Linked DNA regions of Mus musculus: all the other regions are linked to region 2. Evidence: chromatin contacts called from public HiChIP or PLAC-seq data. All regions are on one chromosome and are shown on one strand. Each heading gives the region's core, a stretch centred on a gene start, on an enhancer-like site or on the middle of the called end of the contact. The rest is flanking DNA. Distances are from core to core; before and after follow the strand shown. Region 1 holds the start of Galk1 (galactokinase 1). Region 2 overlaps Srp68 (signal recognition particle 68). Region 3 overlaps Rnf157 (ring finger protein 157).

Region 1 (3,165 bases), core at 450-2,949, 240 kb after region 2:
TGTCCCTTCAGTCCTGTCTCTGTCCCAGTCCCGTTCCCCCTCCCCATCCTTCCTTATCCCACTTGAGACAGGGTCTCACTGTGTAGCCCTATGTAAGGTACCTTGGTCTTGAATTTGCCACAACCCTACTTCTGCCTGCATCTGCCTGCTTCTGCTTCCTGAGTACTGACCTGTGCTATTAGAGCTTGCTTCTTTCTTTCTTTCTTTCTTTCTTTCTTTCTTTCTTTCTTTCTTTCTTTTTTTCTTCCTCTCTTCCTTCTTGTTGATTGTTTTGAATGCCGCCTTCTTCTTCTCCTTCTTCTTCTTCTTCTCCCTCGGCTGTCCTGGAACTCACTCTGTAGACCAGGCTGGCCTCTGAACTCAGACATCTTCCTGCCTCTTCCTCCCAAGTGCTGGGATTAAAAAGCTGTGTGCCACCGTGCCTGGCTCACATACTGCTTTCTTTTCTTATTTTCTTTCTTTTTTTTTTTTTTTAGAAGATCACACCTTCTTTTTTTGTTGTTTTGTTTTTTTTAAAGATTTATTTATTATATGTAAGTACACTGTAGCTGTCTTCAGACACTTCAGAAGAGGAAGTCAGATCTAATTACGGATGGTTGTGAGCCACCATGTGGTTGCTGGGATTTGAACTCAGGACCTTTGGAAAAGCAGTCAGTGCTCTTAACCACTGAGCCATCTCTCCAGCCCCACATACTGCTTTCTTGATTTACATGTCTTTTGTTAACAAAACCTGTTTATTTGTTTTCTAGACAGAATCTTAGCCCAGACTGGTTTCAGACTGCCGCTCCTCCGGCCTGAGTCTCCCATGTGCTGAGATGGACTACTATGCCTGGCTTGGAAATTATTTAATTTTTGAATAAGATAGTACATTTATTTGTGTGTTTCTTTTGAATGCATGTGCTCTCTACCACTGAGCTACACCCCCTACCGTTCTCCACTCTTACTGTCTTACATTTTAGTCCTTCTGTTAGAAGGTTTCACACAAGGTGACCAGGAATAGCTAGGAATCCAGGCAAAGATTTGGGCCAGCATGAAGGCTTTAGATGGTCATGTCTCTGAGACCAAGGCTCTTGTGGAGGAAGCAACTGCTAGGGGCCAACAACATTAGCCATCTTTGCAGTAGCCTTTGCGTCATCGAGGAGTGCCTGAGCTTGCTTCCTGCCGGCCACTGGATGAGATGAACTTCAGTCCTCCATCGCCAGGAGCCAGAGAAGGAGCCTGTAAAAGGCTTCGAACCTTGGCTCTCCTTGTTTATCCCTAGACTGTGTACCACATCATCCTGTTAGAGACATGACCGACCAGGGGCTGACGACTTAGCATAACTTCGCTAGATCCTCTGGGACACTCAGCTGTTCCTGTTGCCAGCTCGTGTTGGTGTTGCCCTGGCTGTGTGAGGGATGATGATGATGGGGATGGGAGCGCATTAAGAGGCTCCAGGTTCAGGGATGGATGGGAAGTTCAGATCTCCATTTGTGTTAACTGCTACTCAAGTGGGAGCCCCAAACTCCTGCTAGGACATCACCGAAGATACAAGTTGCAACCGAGTCTCTTCCTCCAGCTGTCAGCTGCCGCGTTGGCTTGCGCTGGAGAGCTAAGTTTGGACCCCGCTCTGCAGGTGGGATGGGCGGGGCCGTCGTAGCGGGGGCGGGGTCCCGCGAAGGACAGGAATGTAAGTCCGCGCCACGTGGCTCCGCCCCCAGCATCCCGCGGGGCGGTGCGCCCAGCTGCAGACGAGCGTCATGGCTGCTTGGAGACCGCCCCGGGTCGAGGAGCTGCTGGCCGAGGCCCGCCGGGCCTTCATGGAGGAGTTTGGAGCCGAGCCGGAGCTGGCAGTGTCGGCGCCGGGCCGCGTCAACCTCATCGGGGAGCACACGGACTACAACCAGGGCCTGGTGCTGCCCATGGTGAGGGGCCGCATTGGGGACCCTTCCTTGTGTGTGCTGGCCCGGCCTGCGGTAGGGAAGGGCTGGCATAGGGGGCACGGGAGGGCGGGTACCCTCCGGGTGGAAGGCGGAGTGAAGCGGTCTAGCAGACGTGAGAGACCCCGGGACGTGCAGTTGTCCACGTGCGAAGACAGGAAGCCAGAGCTGGGGGGAGGGGGGCTGTGCGGTTTGTCTTCTCGAGCCCGCCTTCTGGGGGCATCGCCCACAACTTGGAAGTATGAACCTCTTAAAAATGTGAGGACCAAGGAAGCAATATAAGAGAGTATTAGGCATGGTGGCGCATTCCTAATAGTCCAGTACTGGGGAAGCTCAGGCATGAGAATTGCCACGAGTTCAAGATCAGCCTGAACTACAAAGTGAGTTCCAGGACAGCTTGGGCTGTAAGATTCTTAAAACAAGGAAAAAGAAAAAAAAGGAGGTTATTTAGCCCTCTGACTTTGATTGGGCCCACAGCACCGACCTAGACCTATGCAAAGGTAGACCTGTGTAAATGTAGCTTCCCCCCCCCCCCCCCCCGGCCCATCCCCTTGAATTTACAGAGAAAACAGTAGATCCACAGAGCACTAATGACTCCCTCAAAGTTACACATTCGGTTCTTGGACTCTCAGCCTGGGTCTCTCAGCGCATAAGTAGTTCCTGAACAAGGGATTACCGCGTGCAGAGCTGGGTCCAGGTGGGAGGAAGTCTGGAGCCCCTCTGGGCCTGTTTTTGCATAAGATCACTATCTGTCCCCTTTGGCCCACAGTTGGACGCTAGCTAGGGCAGAGTCCAGGTTCACATTCCTATCACCACTGGCCCCGCCCCTGAAGACCCACAAGGCTGTGCTCTGAGCCCCCAAGGCTAACGCTTAATTGAAGCGCTTTCTCCCATCTCCTTCAAGCTAAGCCTATTCCCTTCACGGCCCTGTGTGTCCCAGACGACAGAACCTTGGGGTTTGGATCCTGGTTGCTTCAGTCACCCTGGGGCTGTTCTAGAACTTCAAGTGACATGAGTTTTCTATTTGCAATGGGATATTCCACCCACATATACTTTTATTAATCCCAGCATTCTGAAGTAGAGGCAGGTGGGCCTCTTAGTTAGAGGATAGCCTGATCTACATAGAAAGTTCCAGACAGGATTGCACAGTGAGACCCTGTTTTCAAAAACTTTAAAAACAAAACAAAACAAAAAGCCAAAAATAGATTCTGTGGCTATGATGTGATCCTGGGTGGACTTCTTCTGT
Region 2 (3,430 bases), core at 806-3,305:
TTTTTATTAAAGATTTGTTTATTCATGTATGTGAGTACACTGTAGCTGTCTTCAGACATAACAGAAGAGGGCATTGGATCCCATTACAGATGGTTGTGTAATGGTGATTGCTCAGGCCCTCTGGAAGAGCAGTCAGTGCTCTTAACCACTGAACCATCTCTCCAGCCCGCTCCCCCCCACCCTTTTTTTTAAAGGAAAGAAACAACAACAACCAAACCCCCTTTCTTTATTTCCTTATCTTTTTTTCTTCTGAGCCTCTCTCTCAGGTTGGGTGAGACTTGGTTCCTATCCCCATGATTCTCCTGTGGGTGTGGTGGAGAGAGAATGTGGCCAGGCTTGCCTGTGTGTCTCTTAGTCACACACCACCATCTCCCCAAGATTCCTGTCAGCCAGTGAAAACAACCCAGCAGTGTCTATAATAGGGGGAGACACTGTGGTGCCGTGTCCCTGCACTGGCTGGCCCAGAGGAGTTCCGTTGATTGATTGAGATGAGCAGGCAGGTCATCATTTCCAAGCTCTAGACACTGCCATTGGCACACCGGGAACAGGGTCCAGTGGGCCACATGTTTCTATGCAGGGAGTGTGCCATTGAGTACTGGCTCGGTAGCAGATGTGGCAGGCTGGGATGTGGAGTGCAGTCCTGCCCCTGCATGTTGAAAGGCGTGTCTCCCTGTGGGAGTCACCTTGGCATCAAGTATAGGTTCTAGAGTAAATGAGAGCCGTAAATATATGAAGACTTCCTGTTTGGAGACATTTTGCCCTAGGCAGGAAGATCCGTGGCAAGTTCTCAGATACTGGTGGTCTCTGAGTCACTCAGCATTGTGGGTGGCACGTGGAAAACATCCCACTAAGTCCTTCCCGTCAGACATAACCTTTTCCTTGGTTGTTGTGGAATATCTTCATAAATCCTTACTGAGACATAGAATGTGGGGGAGCATCGGAAGTTTGTCTTCAGCGCTCTGGTGCCGAGGCGACCGCAGAGGCAGTGACGAGGCTTAGCGTTCTGGCATCCTTTGATTTTTTTTTTTTTTTTTTTTTTTTAATAGTAGAGAATAGAGTTTATTCAGGGCACTGTGAGGGGAGTTGAGGGGGTAGTAGAGACAGAAAGGCAGAGAGAGAGTAGAGGAGTAGAGGCCAGCTGTGAGCAGTGGAGGGGGATGGAGGAGGAGAGGAATGGAGGGGGGAGCAGGAGGAAGAAAACAGAGAGCAAGAAGCCAAGAGTGCATCCTCTGATTTTAAATGTGAACTTTTCCTACCGATAGGAGGGAAGACAGATCCTCATTTACTGCCCACGGCCAGACAGCTCAGCCCCGCCCACCTGAAGCAGTGCTGCTGCGGATTTGTGGGTTCTAGGGCTGACCCTTTCTGCGGTGGCTCCACAGGGGTTTACCTGTCTTACTCGGTTTTCACAGTTCCACTGGAACCTCAGAGTCTGATTCGGTGAGGAAAGGGAGTCTTCTCTGGAGTCACAGCAGACAGGACAGCACCTTGCTGTGTTTGTTCTATGTAATGTACCATGGTCCCAGCAGTCCACACTGATGCCCGCTGCATGGCCGACCTCGGCTAGAGCAGCTGTCCATCCTGACGTCTGTTGGACAGCAGGCACTGCTCTGGTGGGAAGTGAGCTAGCTGATGGGGTGGTGTTTGCCTTCAGGGTACCGGAGGCCATGGTCCTGATTTGTTTCCCAAGTTAGTAAGGGACAGGAAAGTCAGGTGGCCCGTAAGTGGCAGCGTCTGTGTGGTATGTATGGGGCAATTTACAGTTATTTCCTTACACTAGAATGTAGGGAAAACACAAGAGATCTTCAGAAATTTTTATCTGGGCTCCTTCTCCTCTCACAGGAGTGGAGGGTGTTCTGGGCGGGCTTCTGTGGTCCTGAGAGGCCAGTTGAAGGCTGGTGTTTTTCAGGCTGCCTGTTAGTTCTGTGGAAAGTCAAACATGACCGTGGAATGCTAACGCTTTCACTTCAGTGGGTCTGCTCGCCGGTGGCACAGGGCCATCTGCTTCCTGCCTTTTGTGGCTTCCCTGCTCAGTCAGGTTCTTTCGGTTGGAAACATGGTGTGGCAGGCATTCAGTTAATGAGTCACTTTGTGGTTTATCGAGCAGTGTAGTGAGGGTGACACCTAGTACTGGGCGAATACTGTCGCCTCTTTCTTGTCAACCATTTCTGCCCAGAAGTTGTTCTCAAAGAGTTGGCCATGTACAACAATGGACCCAGAATGTCTAGAGAAGACAATTTAGTCTTATATTTAGGAGAAATATCTTCTTGGTTGGATATTGATTAGAAATTTCTGTCTTTTGCTCGAATCTGAAAGAAACCAGAAACTGCAGGTTGGCTCAGATTGTAAAGGTTTGCATACGGCACCTCTGAGCCATGCGATGCCGTGCCTCCTCCAATCTGCTCAAAACAGTCTCTTGCTCCATTTTGCCACTGTGTAGGCTGAAAGTGAAGAAACGAAGGAGCGTCTGTTCGAGTCCATGCTGAGTGAGTGCCGAGACGCCCTCCAAGCCGTGAGGGAAGAGCTCAAGCCCGATCAGGTCAGCCCATCTCCTGTCCTCCCCCAGTCTGAGCTGTCCTCGGGGTGCTCCCAGGGGTCATCACTGGGCCTTGGGCCATTTGTAGATGTGATCAGCTTGTAAGCAGTAGAGGCCTCTGGGCTCCGGTTCACACTTCATACTTCATTCTCTGGCCATTCTTGAGTCATCCAGTGGTCTCAGCCCCTTGTCTCCAGGGGCACCGCCTTTCCTAATGGTGCCTTACTGAGGTCCTTCCCACTTTATACCACACCCTAGAGTCTCCCTCCCTCGTGTGTGTCCCCTACAGATGATCCCACTACCTCAGCCTGTGGAGGGCTGGGATTTTTTTTTTTAAAGATTTATTTATTTATTATATGTAAGTACACTGTAGCTGTCTTCAGACACACCAGAAGAGGATGTCAGATCTCATTACAGATGGCTGTGAGCCACCATGTGGTTGCTGGGATTTGAACTCGGGACCTTCGGAAGAGCAGTCAGTGCTCTTACCCGCTGAGCCATCTCTCCAGCTCCTGAGAGCTGGGTTTACAGAAGCTGAAGCCATGACTAGTTTCTACCTGTTCTTAAGTAGCATTTTAACGTAGACTGAGATGGCTCTAAAGGTGAGGTGGTGCACACCTGTAGTTGTAACATTCTGTAGACAGAGGCAGGAGGACTGCAGTTTAGTAATTGAAAAACACTTAAATATTCCCACCCAGAGTCTCTTCTACCACATGCAGTAACATCTCCATGGATGCTGGAGGTCAAGGATGTGGGTGGCTTAGGGTACTGGTCACACCAGGCATACAGGGATGGTAGAATTTGGGTCTACAGCAGGGAGGCTATGGTCTCAGAGCCGACAGTGGAGCTGTGGTCTCGCTGCTTTTTTTGTTTTGTGGTTCACTGCACATTGAA
Region 3 (3,083 bases), core at 487-2,986, 140 kb before region 2:
GCACACACACACACACACACACACACACACACTCACAGCAAGTAGCAAAATACAAGTCGGTTTGTCAGTGGCCATTCATGGATTTTGTTGGCTTTTGGTTAATGGTATTTTAAGGAAGGACTCAAGCTTGGTACAAGAACAGAAATGGCCTCTTTGTTTGTCGTTTCCGGTTCTGATGAGGTTTTGCTGATTTTGTGCCAGGTTCTGAAATCAGAAGCAATGTGTCTGATTCTTTGTTGGGAGCCCTAACCTCTTCCTTTCTCACGGCATTTCCCCCTCCGTCCGGCCTCATGGCACTCTGCTTGTCTGACTCTTTTTGTCTGTCACTCTCCAGGCAGCTATTTTGCCAGCCACTTCATCATGGGAGGAGAGAAGTTTGACTCCACGCATCCGGAGGGTTACCTGTTTGGCGAGAACAGCGACCTGAACTTCCTGGGAAACAGGCCGGTGGCGGTAAGGGTAGACTCTCTTTACTGGCTGTGGGCCTACAGTGACCCGTGCACCCAGCCCTGTTAAAATCAAGTTTGCTGATGTGGCAGGGGGCTCTACGGGTTCGGTGTGGCCAGGCTGAGGGAGCTTTCCTGAGGATTCCCACTTCTAAGGGCATCTCCTTAGCAGTCCTGACCAGTGAAGGCAAGAACTGTGTTTACCGTCGTGTGTTGGACCTAGCACAGAGCCTGGTTCAAAACGAAAAGCCTTGGCAAATATTTGTTGAGTGAATGAATGAAGTTTCCCTGGTTTTGGAGTTGCACGCAGTCATGCCAGCACTTGGGAGGCTGAGGCAAGAGGATTGCTGAGAAATGCAAGGCAATGTTAGGCTCCAGAGTCAACCCTTAGGCTCTGTAAACTTGAAATGGGGACCATTCTGCATCTGCTTGAGGCTTTATAAAACAGCTGTCAGGGTGCAGAGGAAGGCCCAGGTACTGTTCTTCATATGAAGACCTACCCGAGGGAGGACATACTGGGTTTGGTTTGGTTTTTTTGTTTTTTGGGTTTTTTTGGGGGGTGGTGGTGGTATAGGGCCTTATGAAAGTGCTCCATCTCCAGGCCTCATCTCTATTCCATAGCTCTGGTCTGGCTGTCCTGGAATTTGTTATATAGACCAGATTGGTTGAACTTACAGAGCTCTACCCGCCTTTCCTTCTGAGTGCTGGGATTAAAGGTGTGGACTACCATGCCAAGTTTATTATATTTTATTTTCTTAATCGGTTCACTTGGTAGGACAGACTGTCTTGGACCTCACTCTGTGGTCTAGACTCAAGTCTGTCTACCTTGGCTTCCTGAATGCAGGATTACAAGCCTGGGCCACCGTGTCTACCTGTCCCGGGACTTGCAGTCCCTCTCATTTTATTTTATCAGTGAAAGACAAGTAGCGGTAGAAGCTGGCATATAGAGACTGTGTGCCTGGTCCAGGGACCTTTCCAATGTTTTACATGAAATTTGCTCCCTGTCTTATAAGTAGATCTGCCTTGCTGTAAATCAGTCTTTTGCCTCTTGCTGCTTTGGAGAACTCTCTCTTCCACATGAGCGGGGCAGCTAGAACACGCAACAGGAAACGTTAGCTAAGAGAGAAGGTCTACAGTGACTGAGTTCTGCAGGAATGAGAGTGGGAGTGAGTGCTGCCAACGATTGCTTGGGTGCTGAGCTGAGGGACTTGGGTGGGGCTTTGGGAACTGACTGACTGGGCTGGTGGGAAAGGACTCTCACCTAGAGGGAGGTGCAGAGTTTAAGTCTAAGCCACCCCTGTGTTTGTAAACTTGACAGTCACTGAGCAACTGCCAGTGCCAGCTCTGTGGTAGGTGCTAGGGACACAGGGCTGAAGTGACTGAGTTTGATGATCTTGGAACAGACAAGGGAGGCAGACTGGCCTGTGGCAGAACAACAGTAGAAAGCTGAGTGGGCTGCACTGCCCGAGAGGCTGACATCCCCTCCTGTTATTAGACGCGTTCTCACGACCGGCCAGGAAGAACACCACAGACCAGAATCTTCTGCGGCAAAGCTTTATTCTTACATCTTCAGGAAAAGAGAGCAAGAAGCAAGAGAGAGAAAAGCAAGAGAAAGAGAAAAGCAAGCAAGAGAGCGAAAAAGCAAGAGAGAGAGAAAACGAAACCCCTTTCCTCTTTAAAGAGAACAACAATTGCCTAGGGCGCATCACTCCCTGATTGGCTGCAGCCCATGGCCGAGCTGACGTTCACGGGAAAAACAGAGTACAAGTAGTCGTAAATACCCTTGGCTCATGCGCAGATTATTTGTTTACCAACTTAGAACACAGGATGTCAGCGCCATCTTGTGACGGCGAATGTGGGGGCGGCTTCCCACAGTTCCCCCTTTTTCTTTTAATAAGAGCAAATAGGCCACCCAAATTAATGAGAGTGGAGATAGAGGTCAAATCCCCAGTGTGTAGGTAAAGGAGCCATGTACAGGATTAGCTCTTAGGCTTACAGGCTTTTACCCAGAGCAACCCTGACCTGCTCCCGTGTCGTTTTGCCTGGGGGAAGGGAACTAGGACACTGAACCTTCATGAAAGATGACATGTCTCCCTAGAATAGGCTCATATATGCCGCAGAGCCTTTCCATTGCAGTGCTTAGCCTTGCAACTCTCTCGGGCTGCTGAAGCACACTCACTCTATCTCGTGCAATGAGACTAGCCTCGTGAGATATAAGAGCTGAGTGGCCAGCGACCTATTGCCTAAGCATAGATATATCAGGGGAAGCTCCATGTTCTAGTCCTGCAAGCGCCTGGGCAATAACCACCTTGTCTCTCTTAGTTTGGGCCTTAAGCTTACAGACCAATCAAAGAAGCAACACTAATCCACAGCAAAGTGTATCTCCAAATAATATTAATCCCACCCAATTTTTTAAAGAAAGAAAATGCTGAGGAGATCCAATTGGGTAATCCTTTGGTCAGGGACAGGTCCAAGCGCGTGGAGTTGACCTGAATGATGGCAAGCCTCGAAGGGTCTGTTCAAATTCAGCCATCCAATTCTGTAACATATACTGAAAAAGACTTTTTGACAAATTAGCTGTCCTAGTAAATTTAACATACTGAATGGAAATAACACACAATCCCGGAAACTTTTGTT

The links. HiChIP or PLAC-seq counts read pairs in DNA pulled down with a chosen protein or histone mark.
Region 1: a contact with region 2 is called in a FOXA1 HiChIP or PLAC-seq map of pancreatic cancer cells. The contact joins the promoter of Galk1 here to the enhancer-like site in region 2. A contact is called at or near these places in 1 of 39 promoter capture datasets (cranial neural crest), 1 of 115 datasets of contacts at active chromatin or transcription factors (pancreatic cancer cells) and 3 of 9 other capture datasets (adipose tissue, embryonic stem cells and pancreatic islet).
Region 3: a contact with region 2 is called in a BATF HiChIP or PLAC-seq map of CD8 T cells, with 6 read pairs. The contact joins two enhancer-like sites. A contact is called at or near these places in 1 of 484 Hi-C or Micro-C datasets (nephron progenitors), 2 of 115 datasets of contacts at active chromatin or transcription factors (CD8 T cells and embryonic stem cells) and 1 of 9 other capture datasets (adipose tissue).

Annotation. Positions count from the first base shown.
Region 1 is chr11:116,011,253-116,014,417 of GRCm38.p6, reverse strand. It overlaps Galk1 (galactokinase 1), which reads left to right and starts at 1,699. Exons shown (of 8, transcript NM_016905.2): 1 at 1,699-1,904. The coding sequence starts at 1,740.
Region 2 is chr11:116,253,411-116,256,840 of GRCm38.p6, reverse strand. It overlaps Srp68 (signal recognition particle 68), which reads left to right. Exons shown (of 16, transcript NM_146032.3): 9 at 2,441-2,539. Among named protein-coding and RNA genes, the nearest start is that of Evpl, 17 kb to the right of the region's middle. Within about 2 kb of position 2,055, at least 134 of the 459 cell types and tissues checked have an H3K27ac peak or open chromatin away from gene starts, as enhancers often do. A contact at or near this core is called in CD8 T cells, pancreatic cancer cells and pancreatic islet, where this site is marked.
Region 3 is chr11:116,393,559-116,396,641 of GRCm38.p6, reverse strand. Rnf157 (ring finger protein 157) reads left to right here. Exons shown (of 19, transcript NM_027258.1): 2 at 335-453. Among named protein-coding and RNA genes, the nearest start is that of Rnf157, 18 kb to the left of the region's middle. Within about 2 kb of position 1,736, at least 58 of the 459 cell types and tissues checked have an H3K27ac peak or open chromatin away from gene starts, as enhancers often do. A contact at or near this core is called in CD8 T cells, where this site is marked.